2 separate regions of the Sus scrofa genome follow, and region 2 is linked to region 1. The links are chromatin contacts, called in public Hi-C maps. All regions are on one chromosome and are shown on one strand. Each heading gives the region's core, a stretch centred on a gene start, on an enhancer-like site or on the middle of the called end of the contact. The rest is flanking DNA. Distances are from core to core; before and after follow the strand shown.

Region 1 (7,037 bases), core at 1,388-3,887:
AAGCATAGGGATACAGAAGGAAAGAGAAAGCCAGCCAAAGCAAATTAGAAATTGCAACTATAATTTCTGTGGTTTGTCAAGCACCATATGCATATACAAAAGGAGATAGAAGCCTCTTTGTCCTTCTTTCCTCATACCCTCAGGACCCAGACCTCAGGCTGGTACTGTCCTAAGAAAACTGGTGAGGGCCTGGTATGCTACACTAGTGCCATTTACTTCATGACCTCTGGGAAGTGCACCAGGTGTCAAGCTAATAGTTTCAAAGGGAATTCCTATTGTAGCTCAGTGGGTTAAGGACCTAATGTTATCTCCATAAGGATGCAGGTTCAATTGTTAGCCCTGCTTAGTGGGTTAAGGTTTCAGCATTACTGCAATCCGCAGTGTAGTTTGCAGATGTGGCACAGATCCAGTGTTGCCATAGATGTGGTTAGGCTGGTAGCTGCAGCTCTGATTTGACCTCTAGCCCAAGGACTTTCATGCACTGCAGGCGCAGCCATAAAAAGAAAAAAAAGTTCAAAGAAACTTTTGGAGCAAGCCCATTTTGGGGTCTTATGACAGCTTATATTCTTCCCCTATCTGTTTAAATGAATAGCCAGATAGCTATAGTAATTCATGATGATTCAGTTGTTTTGTAAATTGATCAAAATATGTTTTTCCAAATGTGTTGTTTAGTAGATTTGCCACCACACCCCAATAAATTGTGTCTACACTAAGTTAATAAAGTAGCACAGGGAATTCATTTCACCCCATTAAAGCCAAGCCTATACCTTAGTCTGAATTAGTAAGCTTCCACTGTAATTATAAGTGATGATCTGAACGCAGTTCTTTTGCAAGTGTTCTCCTACAAACTTTCAAAATTTCATTTATAAAACAACTTGTAAATATATCCTTAAGATATGAATTAGGCTGTATATCTCTGGATTCATCATGTTTAATTTTTCTAATCCAACTATTATTGGACTTTTTCTTCTCTATGCATTTTTATTACCTCTTCTCTCCTGAGCATTTGAACTTTACCATTGGAGGATCAGTAGCAAAGATTGCCACAATAATAATTAATATGTACAACTGACACTTTCACAACACCATCTCATTTGATCCTCATATGAACCTTTCCAAATAGGAAGGGCAGAAAGTACAACCTCACTTTACAGATGAAGAATCTGAGTTCCACAGAGGCAGCTGACTTTATGAGTGTCATACAGTGTCAGGGCACAGTGGACATGGTCTTTTGATTCCAAGTCCTATAGTCGTGCAGGGGTAGTATTAATTATATTCTGCCGTAGTAGTTCTCATATTTGGATATGCCTTAGACTCATCTGGAGAATTTTAAAAATTTGTGATGTCCTAGTTCCATCTGGGGGATTCTGACTTCATTGATCTAGGGTATGGACTGGGCATGAGAATTTTTTCAATCTCTGCTGATCAATTCTAACATGCAGTCTGGGTTGCAAACCACTGCACTACAAAGCTTTGGATTCAGCTGTTATGTTTTTCCTTTTGTGCTCATCATGGTAACAGTTCTTCCAGCCAAAGTCTTGTTTTCAGTAGCCTACCACCATCTTTCCCTCAAAGTAGCCATTCTGCTGCCTCATGTTCAGGAAACACATTGAGCTTCTGGGGAAGGTCGGAGTTGAGTTGGCCCTTGAAAGACATTAAAATTCAGATAAATGGAAATGTCCTTTTGTTCTTTAGGTACTCTATGCATACCCGCATAAACAGAAGATTATAGGGTATTCTGGTGGGGTACAACAGAGGATTATAGGTGTTCTGGTGAGGTGCAGGAGAGGATTATGGGTATTCTGGTGAGATGCAGCAGAGGATTATGGGAAGTCTGATTAGGTGTAGCAGAGGATTATGGGTAAGCTTTGAGTTTTTAGAGACCTGCAGTTTGGGTTCAGATCCTGACTGAGTCAATCACAAGCCACCTAATATTTGAGGATTTACTAAGTCTCTCAGAGCCCTGGAGACCTTGCTCCCAGCCATATTCAGTCCATGGGTTGGTAGTGAGCACATTGATGAGGAGGCAATGGGGGATCAGAAGGCTGGTCAAGACTTTGGGAGACCATGAGGACATGGAGAGGTGGGCAGGTCAGTGAGTTGCTCAGGAAAATGATTAGAGCACAGGGTGGAACATGTTCAGAGACCACAGACTAGATGGAATGAGAACTAGTGGACATGTCTGAGCAGACAGAAGTACTGATGAAAACCCTGCTGAAAGGAAGGTGTTGCTGGAAATGGAAAATTATTTCACTTGCAAAATTTGGAAGGACCCATGGACACAAAGAAAAAAAAGACGCAATTCTAAACTCACCCTAATTAGTGTTGTCTGTTAAGTGAGCTTGAGTCCTATTTTCCCTTTTTAAAGTTTTAAGGATTAGCAAGTTTCAAGAGAGTTACCAAACTAAGACTTTGTCTTTGACATAATGCAAGGCAGGGCCTTGAAGGACAATGAAAACTTGACAGAGAATATGGGGAGCCAGGTCCCAGGACTGATCCTCACAGTGAATTCCTCAAACCCCTCTTAGCCCCAAAGTTAAAGCCTTCCACTTGGAGCTGAGTTTCCATACTTGTCTGAACCATAATTAGTTCTGACTCTTTTGCCAACATCTGGGATCATTCTTGTTACACAAAGCCAACTGTGCTTGATGGACTTTGAGAAAACTGGCAGCATCCCTACTGTGTAGCAAGAGTTACAGCCAGTTTACTTCAGGGCTAAGGTTTTTAGTGATTTTTAGCAAAAGTAAATAAAGGAATCATCTTGTATCTTAGAAATCAGGGCTTCTTGGAAGAGGTTGGGTCACCTTGTATTTTATCAAGATAGCCAAGAGTGTAGGTCATGGCTACCAGCTGTTTTTTATTTTTGTTTTGTTTTGTTTTTTTGGCTCCCCCTTTTCCTTCCCCCACTTCCCCATGTGGAAGTTCTCAGATCAGGGGTAAAATCCGAGTCAGAGCTGCAACCTATGGCTGTAGCAACACTAGATCTTAACCCAATGAGCCAGGCCAGGGATTGAACAAGCACAACCACAGAGACAAGCCGGATGATTAACCCACTGCACCATAGCAGGAAGAGCTACCAGCAGTTTGTTGTGATATTGCTGTCTTCTAGGTAGCCAGCCCCAATTATCCATGTTGTTCTGAGGAAGGAGTTGCAGTGTGACACTTTAAGGTCAAATGCTATGTGCTGATTAATAAGATAGCTAGCAAGTCTCAGGTGCTCAGAAGGAGGAGAATTAGCTCCAATACCCAGCCACCTCATTTTGCACATGAGGAAACAATGTCACAGATAACCAAGGGGCTTTACCAAGGCTGGGCTGCCCTTGAGTGGCATACCTGGGACAAGAAATCAGCTCAGTTGCCTCCCTCCCAGTGGCAACAGAAAGTTCCTGAACACTGAGATGACCCTGGATGGGACCTAGAAAACTCTTTGTTGGGTTAAGGTGGCAGACGTCTGGGAGAGCCTTTTGTCTCAGGAACAACTTGGGTAGTTCATTCATTCTTTAAATGTACAGAGATTTTGCTTGAAGAAAATAAGTTTTTGATGTGCAGTTATTATTGCTTCTCATATATATGTATATATTCTGACTTTTCATATATGAGTGAGTGTGTGTATGTGTGTATGTATTTGACCTTCCTAATTGTCTCTTAAGATCATGCTTATTTCTTGCTACTTTATCTGAATTTCCTTCCTTCTCTTACCCAGATGAATCATCTGGCAGGGTTATAGGTGTCTTCACCAACTAGCTCTTTGTCTGTATACACCCACTGTGGCTATGAAAGGCTTGTCAGGATGTACATCCCACTCAATGCCAAAGAAGCACCTCAAGTGATAGCTTTCTGCTGCGTTCAGGGGTTAGGGATAAAAATAAGAGTTTTAATGTCAAAAAAACACACCAGGACAATATTGCTGGGAAATTTCTTCTGTCAAATCCTCAAACAGTTGGGCCCTCTGCTGTGCATTGAGTTTTGCCTGACTAGAGAAAATGGGTATTATGTAAATTGTACTAGAAAAAAGATGTAATATTCTTGCTTTATCCTTAAGTTCCATTTAGGTGCAAATAAGCAAAGCTTCTCTCTGTTCTAACATGAGCCCCCAAGAGAATTAGCTAGATAATCCATCTCTGACTTTCAAAAGTACAACTAATGCACTTCATTAGAGCTTTTCTTTTAGGTAACTCAGGAAGGAGGAAGGTGGGAGGAATTGAGTATCTTGATTAGGAGTGTGTCTGTGAGTCTCCAGAAATTCCCAGGGCATTTTAGGATAGACCCTTCATTATAATGGCTTAAAAGTTGATGGATTTCTGTGTGAGATGCATGTGGTAGGAGTGTCCCTTAAAGAATAAACACTCAAAATCTCATTTTTTTGGCGTGGAAATCAGTGTAACAGTGCTTTTACCTTTCATGTAAAGAGCCTATCAGTCCGTTGCTTTGTTTCTGATAGCAAAATACTTGCCTAAAAATGGTTTTCTGTGAAAGTACTTAAGAAAATTTAAGTAGCTCAGCATTGAGCTTGAGCACAGTGTCATCAGAGCTAAATCAAGGTGATGTCATCCCTCATTTAGCATCGTTATAACTACCAGCATTGGGCACTACTGAGTGCCTTCTGTGTTGTGCAAGCATGTGGTAATGGATGTGATATATAAAGCATTCTGGCCCCTGAAAGTCTTACAGTATAACTGGGACTTAGTAAACTGCATATAATGTCTGTTTACTGAATTTGGAATAATAGTTTGCTTCTCCATATGATTATTATTATTATTATTATTACTACTATTACTACTACATTTGAACACTTAATTCTTTCATAGCAGAGATTTCCCAATTCAACTCAGTTTAACAAACTCAAAAGATACTTAAATATTTTTCTGCCAGCAGTCATTAAAAATAAAAACCATATAAGATATTGACCATATTTCCTGAAACAGAAATTTGGATACATTGGTCATCTGACAGTGTATATTTATGGGGACAGTGAGATAGAAAGTTTTAAGTTGCTAAAATTTTGGTTAAAATTCTGTCCAGGAATCTCAGACATACAGCTATCGTAGACATACTTAAAGACATCAGTGGATGTTTCCACTATGGAACAACAGGATCTGTGGCATCTCTGAAGTGCCAGGGTACAGGTTTGATTCCAAGCCCTGGAGCAGTGGGTAGATTAAAGGATCTGGCATTGCCGTAGCTACAGCATAGGTTACAGGTGTGGCTCAGATCTGATCTTAGGCCTGGGGACTCCATGCACTACAAGGTGGCCAAAAAAAAAAAAAACCAAACAAAAAAAAAGACATCAGTGACACAGGTACCCATCCACCACTAGGGAATTCAGTGACCGAAGTATCTGTTTATTTTGGGATGGACTTTGCTTAACCCACAGCTTCCTTCTAGAGGCTGTCTCCCTCCACCCCATCGCATGAATTCTTTGATTAAATGAGAATGATAGATAGAATGGAGAGAAGAAGTCAAAGAGGAAAAGACTGAATTTGAATGCAAATTTTAATGTTAACTTATAAATAATTTTTAATGATGTCTAAGCATTTAAGTATAACCACTAACCATTGAAATTCCCCATCCAGATAACATAGGCTTACTATTTTTGTTTTTATTCACTCAGACACTCAGACAACTATCTATAGGCTCCAAGGACATAATTTCTGTTGTTAATTTTTTTAGACCTCCAGCCACCTGGAGCATACCTTTAATGAAAACGACAGCTTACTTTTCTACAACATCCTATTCCACAGTAGTTTCCCCATAAAGTGTCTTTGGAATTGAACTCTCTTTTAAAGAAAATAAATGTTGCTGATAGATAGAACAGGCAATAAAAGCATCATCTGAAAATTTATTAATGTACCTTCACGGAGCCATTTCAATATGGGAGCTAGTCGGCAATATTGAGGAGTGTTTTGCGGGAAGAATAATGTAGAGTAGATGTCAATTGATACGCCAGTGGTCGTGGTTCATACTAGAGACATAAAGAAGACACTCTGTTCTCTTATCCATCATACACATTTAATCTTAGGGATTTTACTGTGTGCTGAGTTCACTTTGTAAGTCAAATCCAGGGATGAAAAAGAAGAGTTTTGTATGTTTTGCCTGACAGTGGTAACGTTAAACTGCGAACCAATTGGGATGTTCTTTTAAAACCTGGTGATTTATCTGACGCTATTTTTCCACCCTTTAAAATTTAGTATGCTAGTCCTGAACAAAAGCTGCTTGCCAATCCCTGGGAACTCTGTTACAGTATTTGCCGGAGTGTTATCTAAAGTGACAATATATACTCTGTACCCTCCCCAGCACCAGACGACAAAAGAGTAAATAAATCACAGAAGCCGAAGCCATGGGGCTCACTGGGGCAGCTGTCAGCTAGACAGCTGGCCTCTACATTCCCATTTAGCTTGTAGTACGGTGTGTGTCTATGTTCTGAAATAATTGAATCGTCATTAACTATGGAAGTGGCAGTGGTTTGTTAAGCCTATTGTGCCGATAGTCATCTGAGGCCAGACCTGCCATCTCTGATAATATCACCCAATCCCCAGAGAGATGGCCTGGGAGCCTTGGGAGAGATGCTGTCAGCAGCCTCGTTCACAACTGGGTAAAGATCACAGATTCTCACATAGAATTAGCAGTTAAGATAAATCTATAAGTGCATGGGAAAATCCCAAAGAAACAACTGGGTCTGCGGAAAGCACATGGTGCTTAAAATCTCAACTGTAATTAACTTCTTGGCTCTGCCACTTACTGTTAAGAGGACACTTTGTAATCTATTAGAGCCTGTTTTCTTACCTGTAAAGATGGCCCAGAATATTTGGCATATTTCCCCATGTCTGTGTGCATATAAATGGCATATATGAGGTGGTTTGTTTTTTGTTTGTTTTTGTTTTTTTATTTCGTTTTCTTTTGTTTTGTTTTGGCTTGATGTGGGTTCTCAGTTCCCACGTCAGACCAAGGGTTGAACCCAGGCTGCAGTGGTGAAAGCCCCAAGTCCTAAGCACTAGACACTAGGGAACTCACCGAGGTGGTTTGGTTTAACTCTGAGG
Region 2 (6,711 bases), core at 2,060-4,559, 120 kb after region 1:
CTATTCTCCAAGTCCGTGGTTTTCTTTTCTATGGAAAGGTTCATTTGGGCTGTATATTAGATACCAGATATGAGTGATATCATATGGTATTTGTCTTTGAAAGAGCATGTTTTTAAATGCAGAAAATATGTCAAAGGTCACACCTTAAGGGATTGCACCTTCCCCAAGGGGAGAAAATATGAGTATCAAAATAAATATTGGCAGCAATGACTGATCACCCAATGAATAATAAAAGAATCCATGTATCTATACTGATAAATAAGTGGGAAATATACTTCCTTATTGATATCATGCAGACTTGTAAATGTAGGTAGAAAAATGGTAGAAATCACCATTTTCAACCAAAGTAATTATTGATTCAGGCAAGGCTCTTGATAATCACTAAAATAAGTAGATGTGAAGTTCAATGAGGCACAGGAGATTTTCTTTACAGTGGAGGGATTTGCAAAGCCTACCTTAACTGAGTGATCAGAGTTAACATGTCCAGTATGGGACACATGGACATCATACCATTGTCATGTGATGCACAGAGAAGGACCCAACATCATTTCTGTGCTGTTACTGCCAAGTGTGCAGGATGAAACTTGAAAGAAACCCAAATTAAAGGATATTTCACAGGACTCTGAAGAGCAGGAAAGCAGTACTTTTTTAAATCGAGGGGGGAGTTCCCTTATGGCTCATTGGGTTAAGGATCTGTCATTATCACTGCCACAGCTTGAGTTGCTGCTGTGGCGCAGGTTCAATTCCAGGGCCAGGAACTTCCATATGTCTTGGCGGGTGTGGCCAAAAGAAGAAAAAGTGGGGGAGGGTAGAGGGACTCTTAAGTATAGTTCACTTTGTAAATTTCTCATTATAGTCTCATATTTAAAAGTAATTGATGAACCAGGAAAACAATATGTTTAGTTTGCATTGGGGATTATGTGTTTTTGAATTTACCTGAGACTCTCTTCCCTAACCAAAAACAATTCCAGGTTATGAATCTGTGACAGGTCTGAATGAAGTGGATTAAGGCATTACATTTTCATAGAATGAACTAAACATTGTAATCTTTTTACCGAACACTTTCACATCAGGCCATGATTTGATTTTCTACCTGTTCAGAATATCAAATTTTTGCATTTCTTTAAATGATACTGTCTTTTGGTGAACAGGTTGATAAGACAGAAGTCATCCCTGAGAGATTTATAATAGTCCTCAGAGCAAATTCATCAAAGATTCTTCTACAAGATGGTTTTGGATCCTAAGGAGATCTATTTAGTAACTGTATTGAAGAAGTTGTCATATAACACAACATTTCATTGATTTATGTGTGTTATTTTTGTATCTTTACTGCAGGCAGAGAATTCAGCGTTGGCTTTGGAAAATGAAAATCAAAGGGAACAGTATGAGAGGTGTCTTGATGAGGTAAGGGGAGTGGAGAGGTTCTGCCTTAGAGGCTGGACTCTTTAGGAGTGCCTTAGTCTGATCTTAATATATGTCTGTTACAAGTTCCAGAGAACACTGGCATTTTCTCCTCCAAAGGAAGGTTGTAAACAGGGGATACTGAGGAGGAAGATCAGTCACTCTCCTCCTCCTCCCTCTTTACATTCTTAGACAGCATCTGCAAATTCCTTTTGCTTATTGTTTAATATTCATGGGGCACAGATTGGGCCATGCTTCACTGTATGATAAATTCCTTCTGTCCAGCCAGTGTGATCTCAGCCTGGGAGTGAGAAAAGCTGCCCTGGGGCATGCTGCATCTCCCATTGGATACCATTTCTGAAAAAGCAAATCCTTGAAAGAGTGGGCGGGAACGAAGTTCACAGTTGGCAGACAGAGGGGTAAAAAAAATCAGTAGATTTCAAAGCCAAGAAGAGAGAGGGAGGTGAGGAAGAAAATGTGAGCAGGATGGAAGGAAACAGGGCCATGTGCTTGAGTCAACTGGAGAAGTATTATTTGATAAGAATGAAGAGATGAAGGCAGAGATGGTGGGTATCTGAGAGGCAAGGGGAAAATTGAAGTGTGTGCAGTGCCTTCCCACACTGTCAGGGGGACCATCCATCCTTTACTGTATCATCCAGCCAGGACTGGCCATTAGCCTCCCCAACCCTCATCTGGGACTTGATTGGTGGTTAAAGTTATTCATTTAATGGGATGACTTTTTTTTTTTTTTTTTTTTTGCTTTTTAGGGCCACAGCTGCAGCATATGGAAATTCCCAGGCTAGGGGTCAAATTGGAGCTGCAGCTGCCAGCCTACACCACAGCCATAACAACATGGGATCCAAGCCTTGACTGCAACCTATCACACGGCAACACTGGATTCTTAACCCACTTAGTGAGGCTAGGGATCAAATCTGAGTTCTCATGGATACTAGTTGGGTTCTTACCCCCAAGCCACAATGGGAACTCCTAATGGAATGACTTTTCTAATCATTTGTCCAATATCCTAAAGCTTACATATATTCTTGTAGGAGATTCAGTTTGAGAGTGGTTCTAATACAGTCAACAAAGATTTTAAGAAACTAAGCAAAACTACATTTCATGGAATTTCACTACCTTATCAGTAGAAAGTAGCAATATTTCTTCAGTCTTTTCCTCCTGGATAACAGTTGCGGAAACCTTTTCCAGTAAGCGCCCTTACCCCTTCCCTCCCCCTGATAACCCCTCTGCCAGACTGTCCTAGAAGGCGACGGGTTAAAGGACACAGGCTCAGATCTGAGTTATGGTATCATCACCTCCAGTGTATATACTTCTCTCCTCCTTTGTAACTAGAAGTGGTGTCTCTCCTCAGATTTCCACATGGGCTTGATTTTCCTACACCTGCGCTTCTGGAAATGTGCTCCCCAGACTAGCAGTATCCGCCTCATCTGGGAACTTGTTAGAAATGCACATTCTTAGGCCCCGCCCCCAGCCATAGAGAACCGGACACTCTGCAGGTGGAAGTGGGCCTGGCTATCTGTATGTCAGCAAGCTCTCTGGGTGATGCTGTCGAACCCTACAGTGTGAGAGCTTTATCCTTACAACACGGACCACTTTGCATCACAGGTATTTGTTGAAGAGCCCTCAAAAAGTCCCCAGAAAAATCATTAAGCTATTTGATATTTTAATTGTTTACTATTTCCAGCCATGTCGATTAGTCACTTGAGCAAAAGGGTGTTTGCAGTCCTCAGCCTGTCAGGACTTAAAGGAACTCAGAATAATTTTTATAATGTCAAAAGTTAAAAGAATCGCAAAAGTAAGTTGTCATAAAAGGGTGAGTGATGACTCAGGGTCTAGTGGAGCCAGTTCAGCTCCTCTCACCCCTGTTCCCCAGGCTCTTGGTCCGATCAAAGTTTAGGGCAGGAAAGACCAAATAGATCCAAGGATATTTAAAGCAACAAATACTGCCCTCAGTTCATGTGTATTGACCAGCAAAGTTTCACTTTAACCTCCTGCACAGAGATTTTCAGTGAGACTTCTTTCATACTCAGAAGTCAAAATATGAGAATCACATCACAGAATTTTCTTATTTGTCACAATTTCCCCACAAGTCACCCCTCCCCATTAGTCGAAAATCCCTAGGGTTTCTATGGAAACTCACAGTTTGTTTTCCGTATGTCCCTTAGGCTCGCATCCTGAAGATTTCGTCAGAATGTGCCCGTCAAAACCTAAGTTTTCACCTACAAAATCATTTAGTGTAAAGTTTCCACTGAAGACAGAATTTTCAGAGGGAGAATCCCTCTGTTCTTAATTGCAAAAATTAACTGTTGCCAAGGAAGTGATTTGCAACAAAGAACCATCTCTGAGCAGTACAAATGTTTTGTATTCATGAATCCTGGCCCCTGATTACACATGCCAGTTGTTGTGTAACTAATTGCATGAGGGTAGACAATCCATTTCCATGCCTTGTAAGAGAACACTCTCAAAGGGGTAGTTGAATGTAGTAATAATGCCAAATGGAAATTCTTTTCAAAGCTTTTTATACTAATTAGACAAACTAACAAGGTACGGCCTCATGTAAGTTATTTCCTTGCTAGTGGGTTTTATAAAATATGCACAGGTAGATAAAATGTAAATTTAAAGTGTTCTTCAACTCCTTTTGCACTGCTTATTTTTTGCTTGGAAATGGAGACTATATGGAGGATTTGGGGAAAGACTTCGGCGTTAGAGATTCAAGTTTCTGTGTGTGTTTATTTAGAAGAAACAGATGCACATCCCTAGACACACACACACACACACAAATGCAGGCACACACTTTGCCATTTCACCACTACCTCTACTGCTACCCAACTCCTCCTCTCCTCTCTTTGCAGTGCAAAAGCAAAGCCAAGGACCAATCTTGATTTTGTTTGGGGGATTGAAAGTTTTCATGTTTGAATCTAACTCTTTGTCCAGCTGTTTGAGAGTTTGCTTGCAAGCAGTGAAGTGCTATTTAATTCTCAGCATCGCCATGGCCAGTTCCTTTAAGACAACTTATTCCCGTGTGAGAAGCATAATGACACATTAAAATCAGTAAAATAGGAGTTCCTATTGTGGCTCAGTGGGTTAAGAACCCAACATAGTGTCTGTGAGGATGCAGGTTCGATCCCCAGCCTTGCTCAGTGGGTTAAGGATGTGTTGCCACAAGCCGTGGAGTAGGTCTCATATGCAGCTCAGATCCAGTATTGCCATGGCTTTGGTGGAGGCTGACAGCTGCAGCTCCAATTCGACCTCTGGCCTGGTAACTTCCATATGCTGCAAGTGGGGCCATAGAAATAAAATTAAATTAAAATAAAATAAAATCATGAAAATAACATCTCCTCAAGCCACTGCCTTGCTTTTAGATGGATTTCGTGTGTCCTCCAAACCTTTATTGTGTGTCAACCTCACCCAGACCCTGGGATCTTAGGGTGTCCCCAGCCTAGCAGCAGAAGTGAGGGTGAGGTTAATCTCAGAGGAAGGAGGTCAGGGAAACTCAGAGGAAAGAGGTTACCCTGGGGATTTGGAGAACATATAGTAGAGTCACCAAAGGGCTGGAAGAGTGGTGGGTAGGTGGTAAAGAGGCAGAACTGAAAGGGCATTGTTAGCAGATGGAGCTGGAGCAGGTGAAGTCTGAGACTAGAGAGGTAAATGGTTCTCATACTTACCAGCACATTGGACTTAGCCGGGGAGCTTTGAACAGACCACTGGCTGGCACCCCCTCCTCCATAGATTCTGCCCTAAAGTGGAGCCTGAGTGTTAGGAGTTTTTAAAGCACTCCAGGGGGTTAGGATATTCAGCCAAGATTAAGAACCACTACCCTTACATCTCTGAATGCTATTCTTTAGAGACCATTTCCAGGAAGAATCCATAAGAGGATGAAAGCTCCACCAAACTGGTTGTGATAAAAAAGCCATATGGACCCATGTGGAAATGTAGGGTTATTTCCTGTTCTTAACCAGCATCTGAGCAAAAAACAAACTTTATCCCAGTGTATTTTCTAGTTCTCTTCTGCATCAGAAAGATGTATCATGATTGCAAAAAATGCAGTTTTCAGACCTCACTCAGCCCCATTTTTAAATTGAAGAATAGTTAATTTACAATAATATGTTAATTTCAGGTGAACAGCAAAGTGTATATATGTGTGTATATACATACATACTATATATATAATTTTTCAGAATTTTTCTATTGTAAGTTATTACAAGATATTGAAGTATAATTCCCTGTGCTATACAACAGGTCCTTGTTGGTTATCTATTTGATATATAGTAGTGTGTATATGTTAATCCCAACCTCCTAATTTATCTCCCCCTCCTCCCCACTATCCCCTCTGGGAACCACAAGTTTTTTCTTTTTTTTTTCCTATGTCTCACTCAGCCCTTCTTAACAAGAATGAGGGATGAGAAAGTTGGCAATTTGAACAACTTCCCAGGCAAAGCTTTTGCACACAGAAGTTGGATTACCTGCCTCCTTGTCCAACCATTGGGTTGGACCAGTGTTTGTAGTCAACCAGGGTGCCATAGTCCTGTTCTTACTTACCCATGCTCTGCACTTCAGAGCACAAGGGTCAGGAAAAGCAGACCTCTGGTGGAGTTCAGAAAATAAAAAAAGAAATTAGAATTTCTTTTAAACCAAGGCTAACTAAAGGCAAAGGCAGGTTAAGAACATTCTTACTTTTCTTTCTGATTCCCATGCTATATGCCAAGACTGGATTGTGGAGTCATTGTCAGATATCATTATCATATCTGGGACCTAAGTCATCTTCAAAGTCAATGTCTTGCTTGAATCCAAAAAGATACATGCACCCCAGTCTTCATAGCAGCAATATTTATAGTAACTAGGATATGGAAGCAACCTAAGTGTCCATCAACAGGTGAATGAATTAAGATGTGGTACATATATACAATGGAGTACTACTCAGTCATAAAAAAGAACAAAATAATGCCATTTGCAGCAAAATGGATGCAACTAGAGATTATCATACCAGGTGAAGTAAGTCAGACAGAGAAAGATAAATATATGACATAACTTATATGTGGAAGCTTAAAAAGTGATATAAATAAACTTATTTACAAAAGAGAAATATACTTACAAGACATAGAAAACAAACTTATGGTTACCAAAGGGGAAAAAGGGGAGGTAGATAAATTAGGAGTTTGGGATTAACATATATACATTGCTATATATAAAATACATAAACAACAAGGACCTACTGCATAGTACAGGGAACTGTATTCAGTATTTTGCAATAACCTATAAGGAGAAAGAATGTGAAAAAGAATGTGTGTGTGT

Evidence for each region. Hi-C and Micro-C count contacts between places; a contact is called where the count stands out from the background.
Region 2: a contact with region 1 is called in a Hi-C map of liver, with 4 times the contacts expected there. The contact joins two enhancer-like sites. A contact is called at or near these places in 3 of 47 Hi-C or Micro-C datasets (liver and skeletal muscle).

What each region holds. Positions count from the first base shown.
Region 1 is chr15:19,164,139-19,171,175 of Sscrofa11.1, forward strand. The region is part of intron 6 of NCKAP5 (nck-associated protein 5); the gene reads left to right. Among named protein-coding and RNA genes, the nearest start is that of LYPD1, 360 kb to the right of the region's middle. Within about 2 kb of position 2,638, at least 1 of the 83 cell types and tissues checked has an H3K27ac peak or open chromatin away from gene starts, as enhancers often do. A contact at or near this core is called in liver, where this site is marked.
Region 2 is chr15:19,285,367-19,292,077 of Sscrofa11.1, forward strand. It overlaps NCKAP5 (nck-associated protein 5), which reads left to right. Exons shown (of 21, transcript XM_021075797.1): 8 at 1,336-1,404. Among named protein-coding and RNA genes, the nearest start is that of LYPD1, 230 kb to the right of the region's middle. Within about 2 kb of position 3,310, at least 4 of the 83 cell types and tissues checked have an H3K27ac peak or open chromatin away from gene starts, as enhancers often do. A contact at or near this core is called in liver, where this site is marked.